2 separate regions of the Columba livia genome follow, and region 1 is linked to region 2. The links are chromatin contacts, called in public Hi-C maps. All regions are on one chromosome and are shown on one strand. The core of a region is the stretch at or near the end of the contact, and the rest is flanking DNA. Distances in the headings are between cores, read along the strand shown.

Evidence for each region. A called contact is a pair of places that touch in the nucleus more often than the background predicts.
Region 1: a Hi-C map of liver shows a contact between it and region 2, with 4 times the contacts expected there. The contact joins the promoter of WWTR1 here to the enhancer-like site in region 2. A contact is called at or near these places in 2 of 2 Hi-C or Micro-C datasets (crop and liver).

What each region holds. Positions count from the first base shown.
Region 1 is chr9:267,821-271,194 of bColLiv1.pat.W.v2, reverse strand. It overlaps WWTR1 (WW domain containing transcription regulator 1), which reads left to right and starts at 2,068. Exons shown (of 6, transcript XM_065073290.1): 1 at 2,068-2,639. The coding sequence starts at 2,260.
Region 2 is chr9:218,379-221,623 of bColLiv1.pat.W.v2, reverse strand. It overlaps WWTR1 (WW domain containing transcription regulator 1), which reads left to right. Exons shown (of 6, transcript XM_065073290.1): 6 at 1-1,030. Among named protein-coding and RNA genes, the nearest start is that of TM4SF4, 8.9 kb to the right of the region's middle. Within about 2 kb of position 1,348, at least 1 of the 3 cell types and tissues checked has an H3K27ac peak away from gene starts, as active enhancers do.

The sequences.
Region 1 (3,374 bases), core at 819-3,318, 49 kb before region 2:
CAAAGAAGGAAGTTACTGTTTTCTACGCACAGAATAATAACAATAATACTATGAGAATTTATCCTTGGAGTTTCAGTCCCTTTCCCATCGGTGTCCCGGGCAGGTGTGTGTGCGCTCACACGGGCTGCGGGACACAAAGAGCCTTGGACGGGCCGTGTGAACGTCACTCGTGTTCACACCCCTGTCTGTGCGGTACCGCATCTGCGCACACGTTGATCAAATCCAAAGGTTTTAAACAAGGAAACTGCAGAAAGAACCACGTGTAACATCTGCAGAGCCCTGGAGCGGGCGCTGCCACGAGCACGGCGGGCTGAGCCCGGGACAATGCCGGGACCGAGGAAGCGGGGGAAGAATGGCACAAAAGATAGCGCGGAAACCTCCCAGGGAAGGGAAGCACGAACACGTCTCGGGAGCACTGCGTTTCCTGGCCAGAAACACAGAAGATGAGGAAAAACAAACCAAAACAACACAAAACCAACAACTCAACAAAAAGCAAGGAGGAGGTCTGCCCAGCCAATGGAAACACAGAATGTCAGGAAAAATGAACGACACGGAAAATTTGCTGAAGCAAGGAAATCGGGTAATGCACAAACAAGATCTGTTCCACAGAGCTACCTGATCCCAGTCCAGGGGCACAGCTTAAACTGTGATCTCAGAATCCACGTTACCAACATTAAATGTAACACCGATTGAGGGACAAAGGTTGTTCGACAGCCAGGTCCAAGTGCTCAGCTGAAGAGGCAAAATGAAGTTCAGAATAGTTCATCCTTCTTCTTAAGAAATTCGTAAGAAACAAGGTCAGGAAAAAATTACTTACCTGAGACTTTTCTAATGTAGATTCCCGTTACTGCGGAGGATGTACCCTTGTCAGTCAGCATGGCCCGGAGTCTGTCCGGAATGCAGGAACGTAACTAAGAAATGCATTTCTAAAGCCATGTTGTGTGTTCATATAGCCCATGTGTCAGGTCTGCATGTCACAAAAACTCCGTGTGCAGTTTTCTATCGTAAAAACCAGCACTGCAGTTGGAGAGTGAACAATATCATTCTTTATAGATGCAGCTACTGAATTCAAGCAAATTCTGGGTCACATCACCATTCCAAAGTTGTTTTGAGTGCACCAAAAATTAAAATATAAATGACTTTTTTTTTTTTTTTTTTTAAGTGCGTATTTACTTTCTAGAGAGCCTCAGGAACGCATTTTTATGACAGCTGTGCCTTGTAGCACGGACGGAACAGGGGACAAGTGGTTGTGAACAGGCAGGCAGGACAGCCCCACAGAGCTTCTCAGCTCTATTGCAATACCACCCGTGGACAGTGAGTTGGAAAGATTTATGATACAACTGCACTGAATTCGTACCTGTCAGCCAAGGGATAAACCTCACCCGAACCACACAAGTATTGTTGTCCATGTCACCACCAACGTGTCTCTCCTTTTTTCCCCATTATGTGGCCCCTATTGCCACAGCATCACTAAATCACACTATGAAGCTTGTATGCGGATGAATTCAAGATTCATTTTGCTTCCAGACATGACGATCACCCACGAACTTCCCGAATGAGGGTTTTAAAGCGAAGCTAATTAGGCCGACAGGAATTCAGTTGCACCAGGAGGAACAACGCTCTCGCTTTCCCGAGCTCTGAGCCAGCGCCTGCGGCTGCACGGACGGGACGGGGCGGCGGCTCCGACACCGGGCCCGCGGCTCCCCCGGGGCCTCCGCACCGCAGCGCTCCGGGCCGGCGGCGAGCGGGGCCGCGGCCAGTGCGCTCCCCGGACCGGCCTGGCCGGCACCCCTGGGCGGCCTCCCGAGGCCCGATAACTTCGTGCGGGACGGGGCGAGCGGTGTGGCGGGAGGGACGCGAGGAGCGACCGGCGGGCTCTGAGGGACAGCCCAGCCCAGCCCGTGGCCCCGTCCCACGGCGGCTCCGAGCGCCCGTTTCCGCGGCAGTTGCATAACTGCGGGCGGGGCGGGGGCCGGGCCCGGGCCGCCGGGGGCGGGCGGGAGGGGCCGGCGCGGGCCCGGCCCCGCCGCTGCCCGGCCCGGGGGAGGGCGCCGCGCTGCCCGGGGCTGACGCGCCCGCCCCTCGCCGGCCGCCCGGGACACCGACACCGCTGGCGGGCGCAGAGGCGCTCCCGCTCCCGGACAGCCGCCCGTCCGGCTCGAAGGGCACGTCCTCGGCGGCGGCCTGTCGCGGGGCCGGCCCCGCTCGCCGCCTGGCCCCGGGACGCCTGCGCCCGCCGTCGGGACCGACGGGTGGAAGATGAATCCCGCGCCGCCGCCGCCGGGGCAGCAGGTGATCCACGTCACGCAGGACCTGGACACGGAGCTGGAGGCGCTTTTCAACGCGGTCATGAACCCCAAGCCCAGCTCCTGGAGGAAGAAGATCCTGCCCGAGTCCTTCTTCCAGGAGCCCGACTCGGGCGCGCACTCGCGGCAGTCCAGCACGGACTCGGGCGCGCCCCCGCCGCGGCCCGCGCAGCACGTCCGCTCGCACTCCTCGCCCGCCTCGCTGCCTTGCGCGGGCGCGGCGCCGCAGCACGCGCACCTCCGGCAGCGCTCCTACGACGTGACGGACGAGCTGCCGCTGCCGCCCGGCTGGGAGATGGCGCTCACGCACACGGGACAGCGCTACTTCCTCAAGTGAGTGCGGCCGCGGGGCGGGGAGCGCGGCCGGAGCTGCTGCGCTGCGCGGGGACTCGGCCGGAGGGCGGTTGCCGTGGCCCGGTCCGCACCCGGGAGCGTGGTCGGCCACGCTGCCCGTGGACGGGCTCCGGGGCTCGCGGAGAGCGGCGCGTGGGGCGCCGGGCCGACCGGGCGGGAGCTGCGCCGGGAGGTGGCGGGGGGAGCACCCCGGGGTGAGGGCGGCGGGGGCTCCGGGGGGAGAGCCCCGGAGTGAGGGCGGCGGGGGGCTACGGGAACAGCGCCCCGGGGTGAGGGCGGCGGGGGGCTACGGGAACAGCGCCCCGGGGTGAGGGCGGCGGGGGCTCCGGGGACAGCGCCCCGGGGTGAGGGAGGCGGGGGTTTTCGGGGGGAGCGCCCCGGGGTGAGGGCGGCGGGGGCTCCGGGGGCAGCGCCCCGGGGTGAGGGCGGGGTTTCCGGGGGGAGCGCCCCGGGGTGAGGGCGGGGGCGGCCTCGGGGCTTTGCAGGTCCGAGGCGGGTGCGGAAGCCCCGGGGCCACTCGGCCCCTGGCTCCCGCTGCGGTGGGAGGCGGGAGGCGCTGGAGGCGAAGCCGCCGGGCGGCTGCCAGAGCCCAGAACCGACCTGGAAACCGACTTTGTGGATTTCTTTCCTGCTTGGCCACACGTCCAAGATTCAGAAACTAGGTTTTTAAACATAAGTTGAATAGCAGTTGTTCCAGGGAGTTTTCCGGCGTGG
Region 2 (3,245 bases), core at 99-2,598:
CAAGGCTTCTCAGTTCTGCTTTGCAGTGAAAACTGACGCGGTTTTCCAGTAAACTCGCGTGTGCATCAGAATTGTGAAGCTACAAACTTGGTTCCTCATGCATTCTTGCTCCAGGTGTCGACTGTCTCGGTTCAAAGACCTCGAAGAGGTAAAAGAATCAGGCCCTGTGTTTCCATGTAACCTACATAATGAGCAGCAGCAGACCTGGAACGGGAGGGCGCTGGGTACCCCAGCCTCCGGTGTCCGGCTGCTGCAGGACCTGGGCTGAGACTTACCCGCCATGAGCCGAACCGTGTTGAGCCGAGGTAAAAGTGATTCTTACACTGTGAGTTTCCGTTTCTGTAATGGGGAGGATGTGTCGGGTCAAGTGCAGCAACAACGATATCTGGGTTTTAAAGTTCTTTTTTTCAAAAGCTTCTGGCTTTAAACAGGCTTACGGTAGAACTTGTAGGTGTTCAAGCATATGTAATCCTTATGAAACTCAGTTCATTGCTGACAATATTTCACTGTGCTGTTTCAGGTTTTGAACGTCTAATAAATGTCCCGTCTGCCTGTAGGACACGTTAAGTGCAGGGCCAGCTGGACAGCGGTGCTGAGGCCATCGCCGAGGTGGCACACGAGGGTCTTGGTGATCAGTGACGGGACGTTGTTAATTACCCTTTGTATTCTGGTAATACTGTCAGAACGTGACTTGGGCAGGGACTGGGTTCGACTTTTTGACAACAAATGCTGTTTTGGGGAAGGGAAGGATTGAAATGCCTATTTTAAATACAGAAAAATGGAGGTGTTCAAATAAACGTGTTTCCTAATACACTACATCCACGTACGTGCTAGTACTTTAACTTTTTTATTTGTGTTTTTCATTTTGTTATATGGGAGCATTTGTTTTTAATTTCTACTACCTTGCAGCATATTGTATGTATCAAACGCAATCGGATCAAACTGTTGTATCCAGCATTGGATTCCGTTTGGTTTTTTTATTTCTTTGCTCTTGTACATGAAAAACAAATATAAATGAATTTAAAGATTTTGGGTGTGTATTGGTTTATTAAATTGTTTCCTTTTTCCTTCAGAGGGTTTCAGTGTGTGCTTCCCGGGCACCGTGTAAGGCTGCTTGGAACGCGGTACACAGTGTGCTCTGTGCAAAAGGCACACACATTAGCACCTGACAAACGAAGCGGGTCCTTTCACCACTGTGTTCCAGTCTGTTGGCAGCTGCCACGGCCACGAGCGGTGGCACAGGTTCCACAGGTTCCGCTCACGCGCGCTCCCCGGCGCCGCCGCCCCGTGCCGTTCGCAACTCAGAACACAGCGGTTGTTTGACGCCGTCCCTGCCGAGCGGACGAGCTCGCACCGGGTCCATTGGTGCTGAGGTCTGCCTCGGGGCCTCCACCGGGGCGTCTGCGCGCTCTGGTCCCTCGCCCGGGGTCTCAAACTCCGCCCGCGCGAGCCGCTTTCCGGGCTGAGCGCGAGCAGCTGCTCCTCGCTGTCGCAGCACGTGGGTCGTTCCCATGTGTCGTTTATTGTAACGAACCGCCGGAGTGCCCCGAGCGGTTCCGTCCGTGCCGCCCCACTCGCGGTTCGAGCCGCGGCCGCGGGATCTCCCGGGGCCGCAAGCACGCGGAGCCGCGCGTGGGACCGCCGGGCCGAGCACGCGCCGGCGCCGGGCGCGAGGCAGCCGCCGCCCGAGGCCCCGGGCGGGGCCGGGAGGCGGGGTTAGGGACGGCCCCGCCCCCACGCGCGCGCAGCCTCGGGCGGTTCCGGCGGAGCCGCGTGAAGCTGCCGCGTGCCCGGAGCGGGCGGAGCCGCCGGAGCAGGTACGGGCGACGCTGAGGGGGCGGCGGGCGGGGGCTGAGGGGCGACGGCTGAGGGGCGACGGCTGAGGGGGCGACGGCTGAGGGGGCGACGGCTGAGGGGGTGGCGGCGGGCGGGGGCTGAGGGGGCGACGGCTGAGGGGGCGACGGCTGAGGGGCGACGGCTGAGGGGGTGGCGGCTGAGGGGGCTGAGGGGCGACGGCTGAGGCGCGACAGCTGAGGCTGAGGGGCGGCGGGCGGGGGCTGAGGGGCGGCGGGCGGCTGTCGGGCCCGCGGGGCCTCTCCTAGCCGCCGCTGCCTTGGCCGGGCTGCGGGGGGAACCGGGATAGCCGCTGTACCGGGTGGGCTCCCGGCGGGAGGCGCCGCCAGCCCCGGGAGGGAAGCGGCGGTCGGACCCGGTCCTGCTGCCGCAGCAGCCGCGGGATCCGACACGGGCAGCAGCCTTGGAGACCCCCCGGCGCTGTGCGCGCCCCCCGCGCGGTGTGCCCCCCGGCAGGGTTGTGTAGCAGATCGTGTGCTTTCCAGGGCCCGCTAACGGTTTCGTTGGGTTTGGGTTGTTGGGACCCGAGCGTGGGAGCCGTTTGCGTTTCAGCTGCAGTAAATCAGCAGCGACAGGTGGAGGATAATGACGATGTCTGTAAGAAAGGCTCATTTTATTGGCAGAGCTTTTGTCCTTCCAGTTGAACTGCATGTCCTCTTCCAGTGAAAACATAATTTGGCCGGAAAGAACTTCAGAGGTGCTCTCCCTGTGTTTTTATTTGTGCCCATCGCTGTGCCACCTGTGTCTGCTCTTTGGGGTGAAGACCCCACCCGTGTCATGTCACAGAGCGTGTCGGTCCCCCCGTCATGGGCCAGGAGGGGTTGTTCGGAGTTTGCTGTTTGCCCTGGTGCTGGTGACACTGGAGTGACGCGGGAGCTGTGGGGGCAGCTGACGTTGAACTGGGGCAGGTGATGAACACTCAAGACTAAAATGGTGTTAGGAAATATCCTTTGCTTTTGGCTGAGCAAATGTCTTTTAACTTGGTGTATGTTACTTCCTAACTTTTGAAATGAGCCTTTGCAGAGTTGCTAGTTGAACGAATTCCCTGCAGGTGATGCCATGCTGTGGCTGATGTGCCACCTGGTGCAGTCTGTTTATTGGCAGTCAGTACAGAGAGCTCCACCTGCTGCAGTTCAGCTGTTTTTGTCAGGCTGAAGTTGAAACGTCTGGGCTCAAAATCATTTGCGGGCACTTCACATGTTGTAACCCAGGTTGTTGAAAAGGAGCACACGGGTTATTTATGTGAATTCTCAGCTGAAACAATGCTGTGCAATGTGAAAATCGCTGTGTTCTCAGCACGCTAGTCAACCAGTTGCCGAGCAGCCAGTTTTTATGGGGGAATATTGATATCAATACTGATATTTTTTCCTTTAGGCCACTAGGATTTCTCT